Regions from separate parts of the Canis lupus genome. Here region 2 is linked to region 1. The links are chromatin contacts, called in public Hi-C maps. All regions are on one chromosome and are shown on one strand. Each heading gives the region's core, a stretch centred on a gene start, on an enhancer-like site or on the middle of the called end of the contact. The rest is flanking DNA. Distances are from core to core; before and after follow the strand shown.

Evidence for each region. A called contact is a pair of places that touch in the nucleus more often than the background predicts.
Region 2: a Hi-C map of skin fibroblasts shows a contact between it and region 1, with 1.6 times the contacts expected there. The contact joins two enhancer-like sites. A contact is called at or near these places in 2 of 9 Hi-C or Micro-C datasets (blood and skin fibroblasts).

What each region holds. Positions count from the first base shown.
Region 1 is chr15:30,372,679-30,375,885 of UU_Cfam_GSD_1.0, reverse strand. All of the region lies in intron 1 of LOC111090025 (a long non-coding RNA gene), which reads left to right. Among named protein-coding and RNA genes, the nearest start is that of DUSP6, 260 kb to the left of the region's middle. Within about 2 kb of position 1,780, at least 3 of the 20 cell types and tissues checked have an H3K27ac peak or open chromatin away from gene starts, as enhancers often do. A contact at or near this core is called in blood, where this site is marked.
Region 2 is chr15:30,559,776-30,562,982 of UU_Cfam_GSD_1.0, reverse strand. No RefSeq gene overlaps it. Among named protein-coding and RNA genes, the nearest start is that of DUSP6, 71 kb to the left of the region's middle. Within about 2 kb of position 1,577, at least 4 of the 20 cell types and tissues checked have an H3K27ac peak or open chromatin away from gene starts, as enhancers often do. A contact at or near this core is called in blood, where this site is marked.

The DNA.
Region 1 (3,207 bases), core at 531-3,030:
CTCAGTTCCAGATGTTGCTAAATAATTGTCAGTTTAATTGCCTTGGGCAGGCATTGGTGGAATTCCTCATCCAAACAAAATATAGTCTAGCAACATCTGGTCTGTTAGTGGTGAGGTTTGATAGGCCTGCTGGTTGGTGGTTCCTTGTTTTCCCTCCACATCTCTATTTTTTGTTTTTAAGTAATAACACTTGGAGTTATTAGAGGAGACACCTGGCACACTGGTCAGGCAGTGCAGCTTTACCTTATAATCAGCCCATCATGGAGATGAAAATAACACCAGGCCACAGTGTGGCAATTGTAAGACTGCAGGAAGCAAGACAATACCCAGCCTGTGATGACAACCCACATTCTGCCAACACTATAGAAAATGAGTCCGCAAATTGCCTACTCCAAGCTCTCCCACATGAGTCTGTTCCCAAAGAAATACTCGCCTCTTAATTCTGGGAGGATGCTACTAGGGAGATGAAGAGGCAACGCTCTGTGAAACATCCTGGTGTATAGCTTTCTCCTACAGATTTCTGAAAATTGCCTAGCTGCTGTCCCTTCCAATAATCAGGAAAATAGTGAGCTCGGAAAGAATGACAGGTGTCATTCACTGATTGCCAGAGGATTTATATGAGATTATAACCAGCTTGCAAAGTAGGAATTACCTCTTCTTCTCATATCAGATAAGGAAACTGAAATTTCAGGATATTATCCAACTTGTCCTCTGCCATTTAGTCAGTAGGTGAAAAACTAGTATTCTTACTCATACCTGAATGACTATAAAGCCATGGCGATACCTGGATGCCACATTGCTTTCAAGATTTAGGACTATTAATTATGAGTAACTTAAATACTCAATATATGTATTTGTAAAATTTAGACTTTAAAACTGGATACACTGAATATCATTAGCAATAGTCTTTTGTGTCTTTCAAATGTTTTTGAGTTCTTGGCTAATTATTTCTATCATGACATTAATAGCATGTATTTATTGAGGGCTTTCTCTGTCCCAGATTCTATGCTATCTGTATTATCCTCTTTATAAAAACTCTGTGAGATGGATACTAGGTTATCTTTATCCTATAGAAGAGAAAGCTGAGGTTAAAGAGGTTAATTGGCTCATCCAGCTATCAAATGGTAGAGGATGGAGAGTTGGACTCCCCAAATCATGCTTATAATCACCATGTTAGCTGACCTTGCATACATCAACCGTTATCCTGAAGCTTTACACCTGCTTCTAGAATTTAAACAGATGTTATCTGAAGATTTTGGCAGAGTCAATACTTAACTGATGTTTCTACACTTTCTTGTCATAATACCAAGAACTATACCTTTTTCATATAGTCATCTCAACGGCAGACAACTTGAAGGTAGGGGGATTTATGGACAATGTACCACGGTAATGGAATATCTATTGGGAATGATGCATTGCACAAGAAGCAATTCACTGGCAAACAGAAAAGATGTGGGAATCATGGATCCTATTCCCAAACAGTTTAGTAAGAAAATATTGTAAGTGTGGAAGACCTGGTAAATAATTAAACAGCAAGAAGTTAATTTCAAGGGAATATGTAGTACTGGTTCAATGTAGAAAGGTCTACTGAGTGAAAAAAAAAAAAAAAAGAAAAGAAAAAGAAACCCCAGAACTATATTCTAGGAGTTGGCACATGAGTTTTGGTCAGGTGTCTGAAGATTGTAAGATGCAGATTATTAGAAAGGGAAGAGAAGTTGGAGAGGAAGCCAAGCGTCAATAAGCACAGATGCAGGATGTAGCAACTTGGTTGGCAAGCGATGAGCATGACGAGAACCGGAATCTATGCTAGAGAGGCAGAGAAGGGAAGAGAGCAGGGTTTTGGACAAGCTGGCATGACCTCAGAGTTCTCGGCGGAGCTCTGGTCTGTAAATGACCCACGGCAGTGTCTGATGATCTTGTTTGTCACTGTCTCTTTTGTGTTACTTCTCAGGCTTTCTGTACATCTTCTCAAACATGAAGCTGTTTTCTCCTCTGGTCTCACACAACTGGCTTATATTTAATCCACAGCCCTCACTGCCAGCCACTACCTAATTATCTTCCAAGTATGCCTTCCCAGGTTCAAAGGAGTCTCTGCACAAAAACTGGTACGTTTCCAACTTAATGGCAATATCATGTAATATCAACCAGACACTGTTCATCAGCACTTGAGCAATCAAGCCTTTAGTGAGTTCCTTGATGCGCAGGGTATGGGTCTAGGCACTATTCCTAAAAGTTAGGTTTTTTATAAAAAGCACTCATAATGATTCAGAGATTTCTTTTTCTTTGATATAAAAAGAGCCAAGTGAAATCTCTGGGCTTTGTTGAAAATGATAGAACTTGGAACTTTTCAGATAGACAGTGAATGTGGGTGTTAAAAGGGTTTTCAATGGTATTCAGTTCTCAAATTTATCTTGCCATTATTCTGAGTTATTATTTTTGTCTTTAAAAAGTAGAATATTTGGAATGGGGGGAACACCTCTTTTATCTTTCAGAGTGTTTTCAGTTTCTGAGCGTAGAGATAATGGAGATAAAAGAATAAGGTGATGCTTTCAGTCAATCAAGGCACGAGGACTTTATGATGCTGAAGCAGCTAAATATACTTGCCCTCATGGTGTGCAGGGGTGACATTCAGCCCAGCAAGCATGTGGAATATTTTCATATTCAAATCCAGCTGTACAAACTACCATTGCAACAAGCAGTTCACTCTTATACTTCCCGCCCCCCACCCTCACCCCCACCCCCACCCCCGGCCTTAATCACCAGCCCACATTAATTTGTGCAGTGATTAAGAGCAAGCCTTCTGCCTGGGTTTATATCCCAACCCTGCTACTCACTATGAGCATATCTCACAGGGTTGCTATGAGGACTAAATGAATCAACATGCATAAAAGCTGCATAATGTAAGCATTGTATACATGTTAGCTAATAGTAATCATTAAAATAAAAATAAAGCGAAATGAACTCATTACTCAGCTCTGTAATTATTCCTTTGTCTTTGAAATAGTGGGACTGGTATTTTTTGAGACAAAAGTCATAGCATCGTGCCTATGTTACATTCCATTTAATCCTCACAGTGAAGCCATCCATGAGTTGGTGTCATTATTGTTGCTCTTATTTTATAGTTGGGGTCAAGTGGTTTGCCCAGGATCACACAGGTGGGAAGTGATAGAGCAGACTTTGAAACTGGGCAGGGGAAGTTCAGAACTT
Region 2 (3,207 bases), core at 328-2,827, 190 kb before region 1:
TGAGGTGGGTATTATGATCATCTCCATTTTACAAAGGAACTGAGGCCCACAGATCTTAAATGACTTGGCAAGATCACCCAGCTAGCAATGATCCACATGGACTTTGAACACCAAGAAGGTGATTCTGGAGCTCAGATGCTTAATCACTGCGCCCTACTGGTGAATGCTTTTTGAATTGAACTACGCATACAAACTCTTTTACATAAGGGAAGAACCAGGACAGGAAACTTTAACCACAATTTAAGCTTCATACATTCTTAAATTCAGAAACTTTCATAAGTAGTATCGATTCTCAGAAGTAGAGCTTTTTCGCATTTTCTAGGTTTAAAGTTGAAGGCTCCACGGTTTACCGAAGTCTTGACTTCTGTATTGCTACAGTCTTCTGAGAAAGGGTAGCAAATGATTAGCTTTGGCTCTGCTCCGTATCCTGGGACAAAATCTATGCTCAGGAATAATCATAATGTGAACCAACAACCTTTTGTGATCACGTACTATGTAACCATGTGAACGTGGCCAAACACACAGCTTGTCAGTGGTGAGACAGGGGTTTGAATGTACAGCACTCATTGCTCTTAGCCATGAAATCATCTTGCTTCGTTTCCTCTGCCCACAGGCTATAGCCCAGTAGCCAGAGCATTGGGCCATGCTCCTTCACGTTGTGACCATCCTTCTTCTCTGTCCAGTATTCCAATTCTTCTGGATCTGGAGTTGCACATCTTAATCCCTGTAGTTGAGTATCTAATGCATATTCTTGCCGGTCACTGTTTTCTAGGACTCTCAGCAATTGAAAGTTTTTAGATCTCTGCGTTTCTCAGTATTCTACTGCCCACAGATCCCTGATGGTGCACATATAGATTCGTAGATTATTTTTGGTTGGGGAGGGACCCCAACTTCTTGCTTAATACTGGGAAACAACTTTTCAACATTCCTGCCAAGTGGTTGTGTCATTGTTCTTGAAGAAATCGATTCCATCTTTTGATTATTCTACTAGAACATTCTATGTTGCAGTGTCCTTATAACTTCCACTCCCAGTGATTATCCAAAACCTAATCCATTTGATTATCTAAAATCTAATCCATTTTCTCAGTAATAGACTTTATAATATGAAAAATAATGCTATGTTCTCAGGAGTGTTCTTAATATCCATCCCCATGTCGTTTTTCTTATTAGGTGTTGTTTCAAGTCCCTTCCGCCAGCACATACAGGAAAGGGAAGAGAAGATTTGGAGTCAGACACACCCAGCTTTGAATCCTGCCTCCTCCTCTTAGCGGCTTTATGTGTTTCAGTTTCAGTTTCTTCATTCATCACATGATAATGACACAGAGTTTAAAGGGGAGTTGTAAAGATTAAAGTTGAGAGGTGAACTACAACACTTGACACAGAGCAGACACTCAAATAAGTGGTATTTGCTGTTATTTTTATCATTCTGCTTTTACAAGTGGGGTTTGAAGAACCAGAACTGATACTCAGATGTGATCTGACCATCACCAAACAGTGAGATTGTCCTCCTCCAACGCCAACGGTAAGGACAACACTAATAAAAACCGTGGCTTTCCCTTATTGCTTCTCCCATGCCACGCTTGGTGCTAATGTTGATACCAAGATCCTTTCAACCATGCTGGAAGGTGTAGTATTCTCCTTTTACAACACAGAGACAGATGACCTGCCACATCTAGGTGACACATCTAGGAAATGAAAAGTTTGGAACAGACCGGTGTGTCCAACACCGGAGAACTTGCTGCCTATTATATTAGACCTTTATTAATTTATCCTGTGGTTGGTGGTCAAACACACGGACTTAAGCAGAGCTTACTCTTAATGGAAGCCTCTCTTTCTCCCCTGCCATTGCACAACGTTGTTAAGGATCATCCATTTTCTACTCAACAGGTTTTTTTTTTTTTTTTTTTTTTGCTGAACAAATCCAGGTGTATTAGTTTGTCATGATAGTCACAACAAAATACTACAGGTTCAAACAATAGAAATTTATTTTCTCACAGTTCTGGAGGCTGGAGGTCTAAAATCAAGGTGTTGGCACATTTGGTTTCTTCTGAGTCCTCTCTTCTTGGCTCTCAGATGGCCTGGTTACCTTCTTGCTGTATCTTCACATAGTCACCCCTCATTCTGGTGGTTGTCTGTGTTCTAATCTCTTCTTATAAGGATTGTAGTCAAGATTGGATTAGGGCCCACTCTAATGGTCTCATTTTAATTTAATTCCCCCTATAAGGGACCCATCTGCATCTGTGTCATATTCTGAAGTACTAGGAATTAGGGCTTCAACTTATAAATCTTGGGGGGGTGGGTGGACGTGATTCAGCTCATAACAGCAGGCCTTCACATTTATCTCCCTAAAACTCCTCTTTTGTTAGATTTGATTTATTGTTCATTCATTGAGAATTTTTTCAATACTGATTTTGTTCTCCAGCATTCACACCATTCTTCTAAATCTGTGCTATCTATAAACTCAATATACTTTCTGCTATATATCTCCGCATTGATGAATAAAAATGTTGGAGAAAACAAATGTGATCATGAAGCTGGAGGGATGGATGGAGCTAAATGACTTTATCCAATTTGATGCCCTCTTACTGCCTGTCTGACTCCTGTGGGTTTCTCTGGTCTCCATTTTCCTGGCCATGTATTGTTTGGTCACTGTGGCCTTTCCCTGCACACTGGTTTCAACTTAATAGGTAAAATGTAGGTACCATGTTCAGGCCTCTTCTAATGAGTGTGTCACTTACTTTGGTGGTTTCGATAATTGAGAAGATGTCATACAAGGTGTAAACAACCTGAATTCTGGTCCTGGGAATTATCTGTGTAATAAGAATTTCTTGAATGTTCAAATTCTCACCTGAAAAAATGGGATAATACCTAACCTACTTCAGGTTTTGCAGAGTTGGCATCAGTTGGTATTACAGTGAAATGTCTATGTGGAGCCTCCATAGAGGCAAAATGTTAGCACTCTATGACAGATTGTTGGCAAGCCTTTGAAGATTCGCATCTGTCAGCCTATTCTCAGGCCAGCTGGTCCCAGCACCGCCAGAAGATGGTTAAAGCACCCACTCCTTGAGGTTGACCATTCTCTCATCATTTCTTTGTGTCAGGACTTTTTGGAGGAGCGATGTGGTACAAATCTATTTCAAAAAAATTGAAGTGAATTAACATAGAGCTGCTAAAAAGATTCAGAGCTGACCTAAATCATTGACCTAA